Linked DNA regions of Zea mays: region 1 is linked to region 2. Evidence: chromatin contacts called from public Hi-C data. All regions are on one chromosome and are shown on one strand. Each heading gives the region's core, a stretch centred on a gene start, on an enhancer-like site or on the middle of the called end of the contact. The rest is flanking DNA. Distances are from core to core; before and after follow the strand shown.

Region 1 (6,785 bases), core at 154-2,653, 170 kb after region 2:
TGATCACCACGTAATTCTCACCGATTGGACACGATCATAGAATACCACACAAGCATACCAGACAAGCACATGCATAGCATACACATATACATCTATATTAGAACAGTATACCAATCAATGAAAACACAAGATGAAAATATTGTAAAACTAACCTATGCATCGCTACGATCACGTGGATAGGTCGTTCACTCAAAACGGAGCTACGGTTGAAAATGTATGATTTTCCTAAGATTTTCCTTTATAAGATAAATCAAAGGAACACTATAAACTTTATCATATAAACTATTTTAGAGAATATTCAGATTAGATTAATGAGATTTAAACTTGAACAAGTGAAAACTAATTAAGATTTTATTTACAACAAATCATAGATCAAATTCTAGTATTAACTTTAAGATGACATTCATTTGCATATATTAATCATTTAATATCTAACTTACAAACTTTAGGAACATGTGACAAGGGCTAAATAAAAGCATTTACATCTTAAAGTGGAACTAAACATGTTATAATAAAAAAAGACATGAATATTAATATTAATCTTAATGATTATCTAGGTTAATTTTAATTATAAACCCTATTTCATAAAGCATTAATCAAACTACTATTAACCAATAAATTTATAAAGGAGTAGCATGATAAACATTAACATTAACACCTAGAGCACGATGACACGAATCCAATGCTAGTCGAATCACCCATAACGGACTTAAAATGAATAAACTATGAATTAAACAAGATTTCCTATTCAAAAGTAATTAGAGTTTAAACCTAATTATGAATTTCAAATTAAGCGGTGGTGAACTCACCGGAAAAATTCCGATCTCCTGCTGCCGCTCACTAATCACTGCCGGATCTAGACTAGGAGCGAGAGGAAGGCTAGGGCTCTTTACCTGACTAGATAAGCACGACGCGGAAGACTTGTTGAGACCTGAAGACAGCATACAGCGAAAATCTGGCACTGTAAACTGGAAGAGGACCAACCAGTGCCCAAAATTTCCGATTACCCGCGGGAAAAACTCCATGAGATTCTTGTGCAACTCGCGAACCGGCTCACAAGAGTAGCAACGCTCTGATCTCGGCGAGATTCGGTGGCGGGTGAAACTCACGGTAGCTCGCGGATTCAATGAACAAAGCACGGAAACAAGAGCTAGCACTAGATACGAGTTGCGTAAGGTGATGCGGGGGGGCCTGGTCCTCATTTTATAGTCTGTCCTGACGTGGGAAGCACGCGGGGAAAGGAGTCCAACGGATGAACGCCATCGGACAGTGATCGATCTGAACTCTAGCACGAGGAAGAGGAAGAAGTTGATAGCGCGGGCCCGGTTGTCAGTGGAAGCAAGGCACGGCCCACCTGTCGGTGGTCGAGACAGAAGAGGGAGTGCGCGCTTTCAGCGGAAATGGGCCACGCGATACTGGGCCTCAAGCTGCTGGGCTACGGCCGCGGACAGCTGGAGTTGACCACGCTCTTCACTGGGCTTTGCGCGGAGAGAAAAGAAGAGATGGGCCGCGTTTCGGTTTGGAGCTGGGCTGTAGCAACAACTTTGGAAGACTGCGTGTAAAGAGGATGGGGAAGCAGGTTGTGGCTTTGGGCTTCCAGGTAAGCTTAAGTTTTCCTTTCATTTTTATTGTGTTTTCAAATCCATTTCTCAAATTCAAATTCAAATCTAATTTGAATTCAAATTTCCTCGCAACAAATCAATCCAAAAATAATGTTCCAGCATTAATGCATCAAACAATATTTTTATAAAATATTTTTATTACCAAAAATATTATTTATCCCATAGAGAAAATAATAACTAATTCCTATTAAATCCAAATAAATTCATATTTGGTTTATTAAATTCTAGAAAATTAGGTTTTCAAAATTAGGCAAATTTTAGGGTGTTACAACAAATACCTAAACTTAGAAATAGGACTTTAAACTAACAATTTCCTCAAGTTTTGGTGTCTGACCTTTAGCGGGATGATATTTATGGAGATGCACATAAAGGGCCAAGAATGTGCAAAGGAACAAAGCATAAATACCATTTTACGCAAGCCCAAAGGAGAGGGGCCCAATCACTAGAAGATTCAAGGCCCAAACAAGTAGAGAACAAGTCCATAACCAAAGCAAATCACCGTCAACTTCGCGCCAACCACCCATGGGTCAGGTCACAAAACTCACAGGAGATCACCCATCGAAGATGGGCAGGTTTGGGCTCAACCAAGGTGTGGTCGCACCCCTGTTGCGCCCCCCAGCTAGCCCAAACGACCCCATCTCACATGGGTTGCCTCTTATTGACTTTACAAAGGTGGTTGCTAAGGTTTTGTCCAGGTTCACTGCACCTAGAGGTCGGTTGGCTCACTTAATGAGGGAGAAGGAATATTCAAAGGGATAAACTACCTCATCTCCACCTATAGAAGGAGGCTCCCTCTCCTCTCAAAACAACAACACACAGAGGAGAAGAAGAACTACCTCATTTGTAGAAATAAGAACACCACTCCATGGGCCTAGGCACTAGCTAGCTATCTAGAGTTGATAGGGAGAGATGTGAGGGGAAGATCATGGAAGTTCTGGACTTGTCGATAGCCTTTCCCCTTGTACCTCTACGAACACAAGCTTTTGTACCTTGGCAAAATCTTTCGCTAAGTGTTCGTGGTTTTTTCTATAAAAGTCTTTCCGTTAGTTGAGCTTTAGTCTTATTCACTTGCGGGTTCATCGTCTGTTCATGTAACGGATACTCCAGTAGAGGGCCCTGATAGAGATGGATAACCCTGATCAACGCTAGAGTAGTAATCGATAGCGTAGATGTGGTGTCTAGGCTAGAGGCTACCTTCGTCTGCCTCGTTCCCCACGGTTGAGGGGTGGGCGGCAGGTGGTGATGGCCCTGTCCATCCCTTGTAAACCCCCACGTTCGGGTTCAGCGTAGAGCTATAGGCCGGTAACGCTTGGTAGACCAGGTGTACGCCAATGTCCGAAGTAAGCAAGTAGTAGTAGAGTTTATCTATCCATGGACCCTAAAGCCTTAGAAATCCTTCTCTACCCTTGCCAACTCTGTCCTTGTGTTGTCCTTGGACGAACTAGCTAGAAAAGTACCTCCGTTCCCTCCGGAAAATACGATACCCTGAATACTTCCGGGTGAAGTGCTACAATGGTAATTCCATGTGCTTGCGGATTCTTTCTGCATACATTAAGAAATACCAACAAGCATTTCTAGCACCATTGCCGAGGAACGGTTGTTGTATCATCTTTGAACCTAGTTCGTCCTAATATCTTTCATCCTTCTTTTCATATAAAGAAAATAGTTTTTCCTTTTATCTTTTTCATCATGAAGCCATTACTACTACCAAACCTTTCCACTTCGAAGAGTGAGTTCTTTGAGCCACCACCTTCAAAACCAATCCGTTCGTCTTGCTATGAACTCCACCCTAGCTTGATAGCCATGGTTCAGGCACAACCCTTCTCCGGGCATGATAACGATGACCCATACAATCACTTGTGAGAGCTCGAGGAAATGTGTTCATGCCTAAGCATCTCTGGCATGACACAAGAAACTCTAAGTGGAAATTGTTTCCTTTCTCTCTCACAAAGAAGGCGAAGCAATGGTACACGAAAGTTGAAGAAAGTGCAAATGGAGATTGGGTGCACTTAAAGACAAGTTTTATCTTGCATTCTTCCCTATATCTCGTATCGTCTCTCTGCCAAGGGCAGCCCTCGGCTTTGAGCAACACAAGAAGGAGTCTACAGGTGTAGCCTAGGCCAAGTTTTTAGTTTTAATACACTCCGGCCCAGACTTATCTTTACCTGATAGCGTGTTATTGCAACTCTTTTGTTTGGGTCTCAACATAGAAGTTGCCCAATACCTCAACATGGCCATCGGACGGTCATTTACACACAAACCTATGACAGAACAAAAGAAAATCCTTGATCACATTCTAGAAAAGCAAACTTCTTCCGTCGTAGAAACCAAACCCCTCCAAGAAAAGGCCATGTCAAGATGTGAGGAGCCCTCACTAGCCGAATCCAAACCCATACCATTCCTAGATTCGATTGATGAGCCCTCAACTAAATTTCAAACACCGGAGGAACGAGTAATTCATCCTTCGGATTTTCTGATCTAATTCAAGGACTACGACAACACGTCAAATCACTCTTGGCACGAAAAGCACACAACACTTCCTTCTAAGGAAGCTTTCCCCAAGGTAGAACCATCAAAGGAATGGTTAATGGAAGTGAAACGTTCTTCAAAGCAATTCAGATTCTTTCACCTTCTACAACCATGCCTTGTTCATTAAGGGAAGCTACCATAGAAGCCCATCGCAACCCCCACAGTCAGGACTAGTATCTAGTGGGTTTGAAGTATAATCACTGTAGAGACGGCTGGTGAGTGAGCCACACTAGTGGAAAAAGACAGATGTTGCTACAAATCATTTCAAACACTTAATCCATACTTACTTTGTATGTAGTGGTAGTGCGCATGCATGCTATGCTAGACGACTTTCACAATAATCTGGTTTCTGGAAGGGAAATACATGTGGTTGGTGGGTTGACTGACTTTGTCGTGTTGTTTGTGCTCAACACGCAGCAGACTGGGCCAGTCAAGCAACTGGAGTATTGTCCTCTCTGACGACGTGCTCAAGACGCGGAGAGGTTTATATTATATATATATATATATATATATATATATATATATATATATATATATATATATATATATATATATATATATATATATATATATATATATATATATATATATATATATATATATATATATATATCTGTGGTGTGCTCTCGAGGTTTATTATGTCAGTTATCAAAATAATTCAATGCTTTACTTGATGACTTCAGTTCTCCTTGTACCTCCCACTCAGAACTCTGAGCTTCTGAACATGGAACTTGACTAATAAAGTAATAATACTGCTGATGACTTGAGACTTGGCAATGGTCTCTTTCTTGTCGTCTATCTGAGGCTCAAGGCCTAAACTTCAAAGGTGGGATTGTGGGAAGCACAAATCTAATCTATCGAATGTCCTAGTGGAACGCCATCTTGACTTGAATGATGACTTCAGTTCTCCTTCGTTGCTATATATCCCTTGAACCTATACATACGCGTATCTCTCACTCAGAACTTTGAACCTCTTCATGCTGCAAACCCTTCGCCCAGGATCGCAATCCCACACTACAAAGTGATCCATCTCTGGGCCTTGCCGACAACAAAAGCAACTACAGCGTGAGAATACTTGGCTAATTTTCTTTAGTTACGCATGTATCCTCTGTTTTGGCTCCAAGTTCATCATATATACGTATTCGTTTGTTTTCAGGCTTTTTTCTGCGGATTGTTGATGGCGGCGATGGTGTGCTCTGCTGTCGTTAGCGAAACAGTGAGTAAGATCGTCTCAAGCCTCCTCGCTAAGGATGATGGCAAGTCCAGTGCAGCAGAAAACATAGAAAGGCTGGAGATGGCACACATCAAGATGGAGTCCGCGCTGCACATGGCTGAAAAATGGCAGGTCACTGATGTGCCGCTGCTAAGGTGGCGGAGCAAGCTGAAGCGCGCCGCAGAGGAGTGTGACGGCGCTCTGCGGAGGTGCAAGCAGCGCGCCCTGGAAGAGGAAGAGATCCGGCAGTCCTCGTTTCCCAAACGGATTGCTCATGCTACCAAGTCATTTATCTCGTCTTTCCCCGCCGCCGGCGCTAGCAGAGATGAGACAAGCTCAGGCAGTAGCGATGTCCGGAGATTCGAGAGGTTTGCAGACAGTTCACATGAATTCCTCAAGTTCGTCGAGGTCGGTGGAACCCCCTGGAAGTACACGTTCTTCAACCCTCTCATCGGCCATCTTCTTGCAGGGAAATCTATGAAGTACCACGCAGTTCACATGAATTCCTCAAGGGGTTTATATCTTGGCTTCATGCTGCGGCTCTCTGAAAGCACTGACATACTCGGCGTCATCATCAGGTGCTTGCAGTCAGTCACGCCGCGGTTGAAGCCTACCGCAGAATGTGTCAAGAGAGAGCTCATTCAGCTGCCTACGCAAGATTTCTCCTGGTTGCCGTATGGTCTCCATACCAAAAATGAGTACTGGAACAACGTCCACTGCAGTTTGACTCAGTGGTATCGTCCAAACCCTCTTTGTTGCAACGAGCACAAGAACAACAACAACTTGATCACCTCCTCTGTTATTGGTAGCACATTTCCGGAGGAGGTTATTGTGGTACACCTGCACTGCAGTGCCAGGTCTCGGTATCTTATTATCGTCAATTCGTCAGGACAAAACTAATCTGAGTTCTGCAGCTCAACATGGAGGAACTGGTTTTCAGGATTCAGATTTTCCGCCAGTGAAAGTAGGAGTTTTGATCATACCTCACGACTCTCCAGAGGACATGGAGCCTGGAGCTGAGACCTATGCTCTAGAGGTGATTGCTGAAAAGGAGAAGGGAATGGTGGTACACACCAATGCATGCCTGCAAGACCTAGATGAGAAGTTACTACCCAAGGCGATAAATTACCTGAATCAGAATCCTGAATCGAAGGAATACCAAATGTGTTTCAAGTCTAGACATGGCACGGCGCACCTTTACCTGGAGAAGACGAGTGCACAAATGCAAAAAGGACGTACAAGTAAAAGCAAAACCACAAAGCTGCAGGCTCGGAAGAAAAGGGTAATTCCATTCGACAGCGTAGAGATATGGAAGCAGGCCTCCCGGGACTATCTCAAGTTATGGGTTGTTCGTGCATCGAGCACACTACGAAGTTTATTCAGGTCTTGGGCTGGCCATACTTAGCTTCGCACAAGGGCTG
Region 2 (6,900 bases), core at 1,541-4,040:
GAAGTTGTGGCTGTGGATGACCCTTTTGTTGATGCTAAGTACATGGTAAGGAAGTTAATTCAATTTGGTTGGTTAAAATATTTGAAATTTCAGATTCTGGACGTTTCATTTAATAGCAATGACATGAAATACATACTAGGTTTGCGCCTATAAAGGTTTTTTCTATCAGCAATATTAACTAACTATCACTGGCATCGCATGATGTCAGTTTATTTTTCCAAAACAGTGAAACAGATACCGGGTTTGTGCTTGCTTTATTACCTACATACATGCAATAAATATAATTACCAATATATTATTTTATGGTTCACATTCTATATTGTATAGGATGGAAATTACAGAAGAAATATAAATTGAATAACAAAAGGTTACATGAGGTGGCCAAGTAAACATCATTGGTTATTTACCTGGGAGGAGTTCCTTATGACGAGTCAAGTTTTCATGGTTGAGTGTGGCTGGTTTTTGAATCTCACAGGTGAAATATGTAGTCGAAGTAGTAAGTATGTTCAACATAAAGAATTAAAATCCATTAATCTGTATTTGTATTGATTAGCATGTGATTCCTCCACGAATGGGTTTTAGCAATGGTGTAGTTCATGAAGACATTCATGGGAATGGTGACATCAAAAGATGATATCGTTGGGTTTGAGGGTGCCTCGCCCAAGTAAATGCCCCTAATTTGGGCTGAGGTTGGTGCTTGATCCTTCCTTTGCAGACCTACAATAGCAAATGCCCGTGCAAGGCTGAATTTTTTTGTCAACTTAGTTTTAGATAAATATATGGTTGTATTTGTTTTCAGTTTTCATCTCATCTAGGCAAGATAAAAACATGGATCTTAGGAGTGCATAGTTATTGGTGCATGGGTGCAAGGTTGTATTTGTTTTCAGTTTTCATCTGATATAGGCAGGATAAACATGGGACTTAGGAGCGCATATTCATTTGTGCGTGAGTACAAACTGCAAGAGCATGTCACAACATTTTTATCTTAATGTAGTAAAAATCATATAGAACTCATCCACTGAATTTTACATATTTCCATTACTTTTCTCTTTGGTTTCATTTGCCTTCAATCTATGTCAACTTGACTTCTGATGAAAGGAAGAATGACTATGCTATAGTATAAGCTTTCCATCTCAGCTTGGAAGGATAATACAATTAAAAAACTGAAAATATGGGTTCGAATAGTCGCTTACTCAATGGTGACACTCGCAGCAAAACAGGTGGTTTGAGTGTGGCACTGGCTGGAAGTGATGGACGCATATAGTTGGTAGTGCATATCTTTGCCTTGTTATATTGTAGTTAGTAGTGTGTATTTGTATGGTTTCATTGTCAGGATTCTATGCAACATTCCTTCTGGTGTCCATCTGTTTTAGCATAGTGCAAGAGTCCTCTCATCCATGGATTGGTATTGTTCCCCACATCATCGTATGCCATTTGTTCATTGTTGCATTGCAATTCTTTTTTGGGGTTCACACAAAGCATATTCGTTCATTTTCATATAATCGTTGTGCACCAATATTTTATCAAACATTTTGCGTGCCGTTGCAACGCACGGGCACCTAACTAGTAGCCTATGATTTGACAATGTGTGCTACAGTAAACATGTGCTAAATAATGGATTAATTAGACTTAATAGATTTGTCTCGCAAAGTACTCTAGCTCCGGCGATGTAATTAGTTTTATAATTACTCTATATCTAATACTCCTAGATAGTATCAAACATTCTACGTAACACGGACTACGAAGTAGTAGTCCGCAAACACTCCAGGGTAGAATATATCAGTAAGAGTTGACGAGTTTCAATAACGAAACGTACGTTTCTGTCTTCCAAAACAAGGCGATCGGTGGGAGAGGTATGTCCATGCATGGTCCCAGACATTAACTCGTCTACTACGTATACCTTTTTTATATGAGGTCATAAAAAAAACTCACCACGTACGCTACATGCATGGTGCTATCATATATATGTTCTGTTTTTCTTTTACTGAGATTACGTAATAATTAAAACACATGCATGGGACACACCTGGATCCGCATGAGGAGGTCACCAGAATGCTTGCGTTCGAAGCGGTGCTCGGCGAAGTCCCGTCGTTTCTATTTCTATTCTATTCTATTCTATTTTCTATATATTAAAGCAGGCCCCGACGATGCAAATCTAGCTACGCCACGTCGGTCATTTTTCACAGTCCGTTTGATTGCATACCTGTGCCATATCCTACCGTCCACGTGTCCCTTCTTATTCAACCAGCCTTCTCCGACGCAGACTCCTCATCTTCCCTTTTTTAATCGTACACACACGCGATTTCTCTGGAAAGTCTCCGAGCTGCACACGCCAAAACAAAAGGTGGTCGGAGGTAGGGCTGGGCAGTCGGTTAATCCAAATTTTTCGGTTCGGTTTTTTTTAAAGTTCGGTTTCTAGAAAATGACAATCGAAATTCCGTTTAGAAAAAGAAAAACTGATTATTCGGTTAACCTATAACTTCGGTTCGGTTTTTGGTTTAACCGAAAAAACCGATTTGCCCGATTCAGCGCTCAGCGGCACACATGGTCGTGAAGCCACTCCAGGCTCCGGCTCCCCTGCTCGAACCGGCACCTCCATCAATTAATTAGCAGCAGGAGGAGGAGCGCAGAGAGTGAGAGAGCGCGACGGCCGGGCCGATGCGATGCACGCAGGCGAGGGTAGAAAGTGAAACTGGAACTGAAAAGAAAGCAAGTGCGTGCATGGGCTCAAGTGAAGATGTGTTTTTTTAACAGGGACACATGACACCATGACTCAACACCGGAAACTTTGCGTGAGCCCATGAGCCTATGGTGCAACAGCCAACAGCTTTGGCGTGAGCCCATGAGCTATTGGGTTCTGAGCAGCAGCCAGCAGATTGTCGCGAGCCCATGAGCCGACAGCTTTTGTTGTATGGTGTAGCAGCTATTAGGTTTAAAGTTCGGTTTTTTCGGTTTAAACCGAAGACCGAATTAAATTTCGGTTTCTGAAGAATGGTAACCGAAGAATATTACGGTTTGATCGGTTCCGGTTTTTTTTGTTTCGGTTCCGATTTTTCCAGTTTCGGAGTTTTAATAAACACAGAGACCACGGGGGGTCCTCCTGAGATGACATTTGCCTTATCACTCTCTCTAAGGGCCACTGCCCTGTCTCACCAATCATACAATATGAAATCTAATCGCCGGGAGCTTTAACTATGTGGGCTCATAACCGCGAGCCTCGGCTATTCGAATAGATTTACTCTGCGCAGAGGCGTACACTGTACCCATACGTTCGGCCAGCCCATACCTCTGCATCAGGCGGTACTGGCCTACGAGAACCATACCCATGCACCAACATCTATTCTTAGACTACATTATCATCTAATCCTAGACAACATTCCCTAGTTTCATCCACGTCTACACTGGGGCCTAAGTAGGGGTCATTATTCACCATCCGCTACGCGGATCCATTTTCCCGGGAACGATGCATCAATAAAATATAATTTTAAAAAATATCTATATTCTCTCAGAGGTTGAAAACTTGTGCTTGAATTTTACTAAGTAACTAGGTGATTCCCCGCGCGTTGCTGCGAGATTTGAGAGAGCTTTTCGGTAGACTTTCATGTGTTGCACTGGAGCTTTTATGCTAATAATGTTAAGCCACTACGGTGACTGTTTGCATCTGCATATATTGGTGGAGATGAAAAGAAGATCAAGTGGACAGCTGATATTAATCGTTGGTTTGGTGGAAGATGATGTATGCTGATGTGGCGCATTGAATGCAGATGATGTGGCATGCTGAGCGTTTTGAGAGAAATCTGTTAGGGTTCAGTGGCAGACAAGTGAACAGAGGGAATGACAGTTGTCAACTTTATTGCAGATAGGATCTCTTATATACAATGGATGCAGTGTCTCCCAAGGGGTGTGTCCTTTGGGAGAAAACTGTCAGATAGGGGTTGATCACTTTGTACACAATATTTTGTAACACTCCCCCTTGATCAATCCAAGTCCATTTGATCATCTGCAATTTGTCTTTCATTATACCATCTCCTCAAAAACCCTGTGGGAAAAATAAGGAGTACACAATGTCTTTTGGATTATGAGTAAAACTCATATTGAACTCCAAAAGAAAATATGCTTGTAATCATCATGCATAAAAACCCCCGTGGGGAAAATTAATGATGAAGCATATAGCTTAGTTGATATTACCTCGTTAAAAACTTTGGATGAGAAAACCTCAATAAGGCAAAACTCATACAAAGAAAAGAGTGTAATATGATGGACAAAACAGGTCAAATATCACGGAGAATTTCTCCCCCTGATTCTTTGTCACACCCGGCTTTAAGGAACAAAGCCAGGTGCATCTCATACATGCGCCAAGAAGACAACATATATAATAACAGAGTGCATAGAGATAAATGTCACAATAATCAGAGTAATTTTTACATAGCGGAAGTCTTATTACAAAATAACAGATAAAGATAAAACGAACTAAGGATCGTCGGCGCCAATGTCAACTGAGAAACGCCACCTAGATTAGATCATACTCCTCGCCTTGTGGCTCCTCCTGAACCACCTGCTCTTCTCCTGTGGGGGGGTGTGAGACAGCAAGAGTGAGCTCACACATGATCATCGCTCAACAAGTTGTGGGGAATAATGTGACATGAACTCACCAAAGGTGGGAGTTCATGAAGTGTAAGGCTAATCAATGATAGGGGTTAAAGCTGAGCGTTGCTTTTAAGTAGTTGGTCAAAATTTTATTAGCAATTACTAAGTGTAAGTAAATACCAAACCATAAGTAAAGTAATAGAACAAAATTAATAATAAACCCATGCAATGCATATGACAAATTGAATTTAAGTTCCATAAATTAAACATCAGAGAGTCCTGAGCTGCTCATGACCGTGAGCTCGGCTAGTATACCAGATTTACACTCTGCAGAGGTTGTACCCTTTACCCACAAGTCATGTTACCCATCTGCCAAGGGGTCATGAATCCCATACACCTCTACCTAGGAAGCGCGGCAGGGCAACACTACGAGGCCTTTACAAAGTTCCACTAGCTTCCGAAAACCCGCTACAGTTTATAGGAAGATCCAGTACAGGGTTCCTGGCTGACCGCCATCGCAGCAAAATCAACCAGGGACCTCCCTGCACTGACCTCTCCCCTACTGCCCTTGCCCCTTTCGGGTAAGGTAGTCTTCCACTAGCTTTCCTAATTAATCAGCCAAGGGCGTCCATAAACCCTTGTGGTGGCACGTGTTTCTCAAGTTAAGCTCTATGTTCCAATTAACATTAATGATATCAACATGAATATAAACAGAATAACAACAAGAATTGGAACATAGAGGTAATAAATGATTATCCCAAAACCATATAAAGCAATAGCAAACTACCCAAGTGATTCAGGGGTAAACAAGGTAATGAGATAAACAATCTAGGGTGACCTATTGGGTCCCATCAAAATTAACCTATGCATGAGTATGTGATATTAAAGAACATTATTGGGTAAAAAGTGGTCAAGGGCACAACTTGCCTTCAATGAGCTCCTGCTCAGCTACTTCAATATGCTGCTCACCCGTATCCTCAGCAACGGGTTCTTCTACTCGCCACAATACAAACAAGCACAGTGCATATAGAGAAATTAACATTACACCAAACATATAAACAAATTACACAGAGGTATTCTACATATTAAAATAAAAACTTAGGAACTGGAATCATAATTTTCTAAGTTATAGATTTTAAGTTATGCATTTTCAAAGGTTTTATGTGCTTTAAATAGGATTAAGTGATAAATAAATTTCCTTACTGTTTTCATGATAAAACAGATACACTAAGTGCTAGAGAATAAAATTACAAAATTTTAGGAACTGGAATGGATGAATTTGGACTAAAAATGGATTTTATATGATTTATTCAAGTTCTAGGATTTATTTTTGTATTAAAAATCCAATTTCCTAATCATTTAATCAATTTAAAACTGTGCTGGACTGGGCCTCAAATCTAGAGAAACCCAGGGGGCTCGGGGCAAGTTGCCCGAGACACAGCGCACAGTGACTACTGGACGACGGGTTTATTTCTGTGAAACCGAGGGACTCTTTACTAAATTTACACGGCGAAGGGGTAACTTCTAATCTGGTCCGTTCGATCAAACGCGGATGGCTCGGATTAGATCCACTCATCACCCGAACCGGTACGCATCTACAGTCGTTCAATCGGCGATCAACGGCTCGCGCTCAACATAACCGAGACCAACGCACAACCCTCGGATCTTAAATCTACGGTCGAAGCTCGTTTGAACGAAAGGGTATCTTCGATCTAATCGGGACCGTCAAAAAGCGATCGGACGGCCCGAGGATCGCCCCCAACCCAACAGAGCCGCGCGGCGGCGCTACCCTTCCGCGGCGGCGCCATCACCGGCGAGGTGACCGACCCGCGCGTCCGGGTTCTAAACTTCGATCCTAACTGCGCAAAATAATGCTGGGACCATGGTGATTAAATGGGCAGGCGACTTACCCACGGCGATGATCGGAGGGAAGCTGCCCACGAAGGTGTGCGGATCCGCGGCGGAGCTTGTACTCCGGTGAGGAATTCAACCACAACCGGTCGATGATTCCTCCCACAAACGCCACGGACGGCCCCGCACTAGCTCGGTGTAGACCCCCGACCCCTCCAACAGCTTCAAACGGCGGTGAATGGACGGGAGAGCACGGCGGCGCCGCACGCTCCGTCACCCGGTGATATGGTGGCTCTGGAAATCAAGGCGATTGCGAACCTAGAGAAGCTATGGAACGGGGGAAGGCAAGGGCGGCTGGTGCTTTATCTCCCGGCACGGTCAATCGGATCGTGCGCGCAATTCTAGCGCCAGCGTCGCGTCGCCGTTCACGCGCTCCGCCATGCGCGGCGGGTTAGTTGAAGA

What was found. Hi-C and Micro-C count contacts between places; a contact is called where the count stands out from the background.
Region 1: a Hi-C map of ear shows a contact between it and region 2, with 3 times the contacts expected there. The contact joins two enhancer-like sites. A contact is called at or near these places in 2 of 25 Hi-C or Micro-C datasets (ear and tassel).

The regions. Positions count from the first base shown.
Region 1 is chr6:19,760,533-19,767,317 of Zm-B73-REFERENCE-NAM-5.0, forward strand. It overlaps LOC109939223, which reads left to right. Exons shown (of 3, transcript XM_020539796.1): 2 at 5,308-5,732; 3 at 5,834-6,785. The coding sequence ends at 5,912. Among protein-coding and RNA genes, the nearest start is that of LOC118472161, 15 kb to the right of the region's middle. Within about 2 kb of position 1,404, at least 17 of the 20 cell types and tissues checked have an H3K27ac peak or open chromatin away from gene starts, as enhancers often do. A contact at or near this core is called in ear and tassel, where this site is marked.
Region 2 is chr6:19,590,356-19,597,255 of Zm-B73-REFERENCE-NAM-5.0, forward strand. It overlaps the pseudogene LOC103630883. Among protein-coding and RNA genes, the nearest start is that of LOC100281021, 19 kb to the right of the region's middle. Within about 2 kb of position 2,791, at least 15 of the 20 cell types and tissues checked have an H3K27ac peak or open chromatin away from gene starts, as enhancers often do. A contact at or near this core is called in ear and tassel, where this site is marked.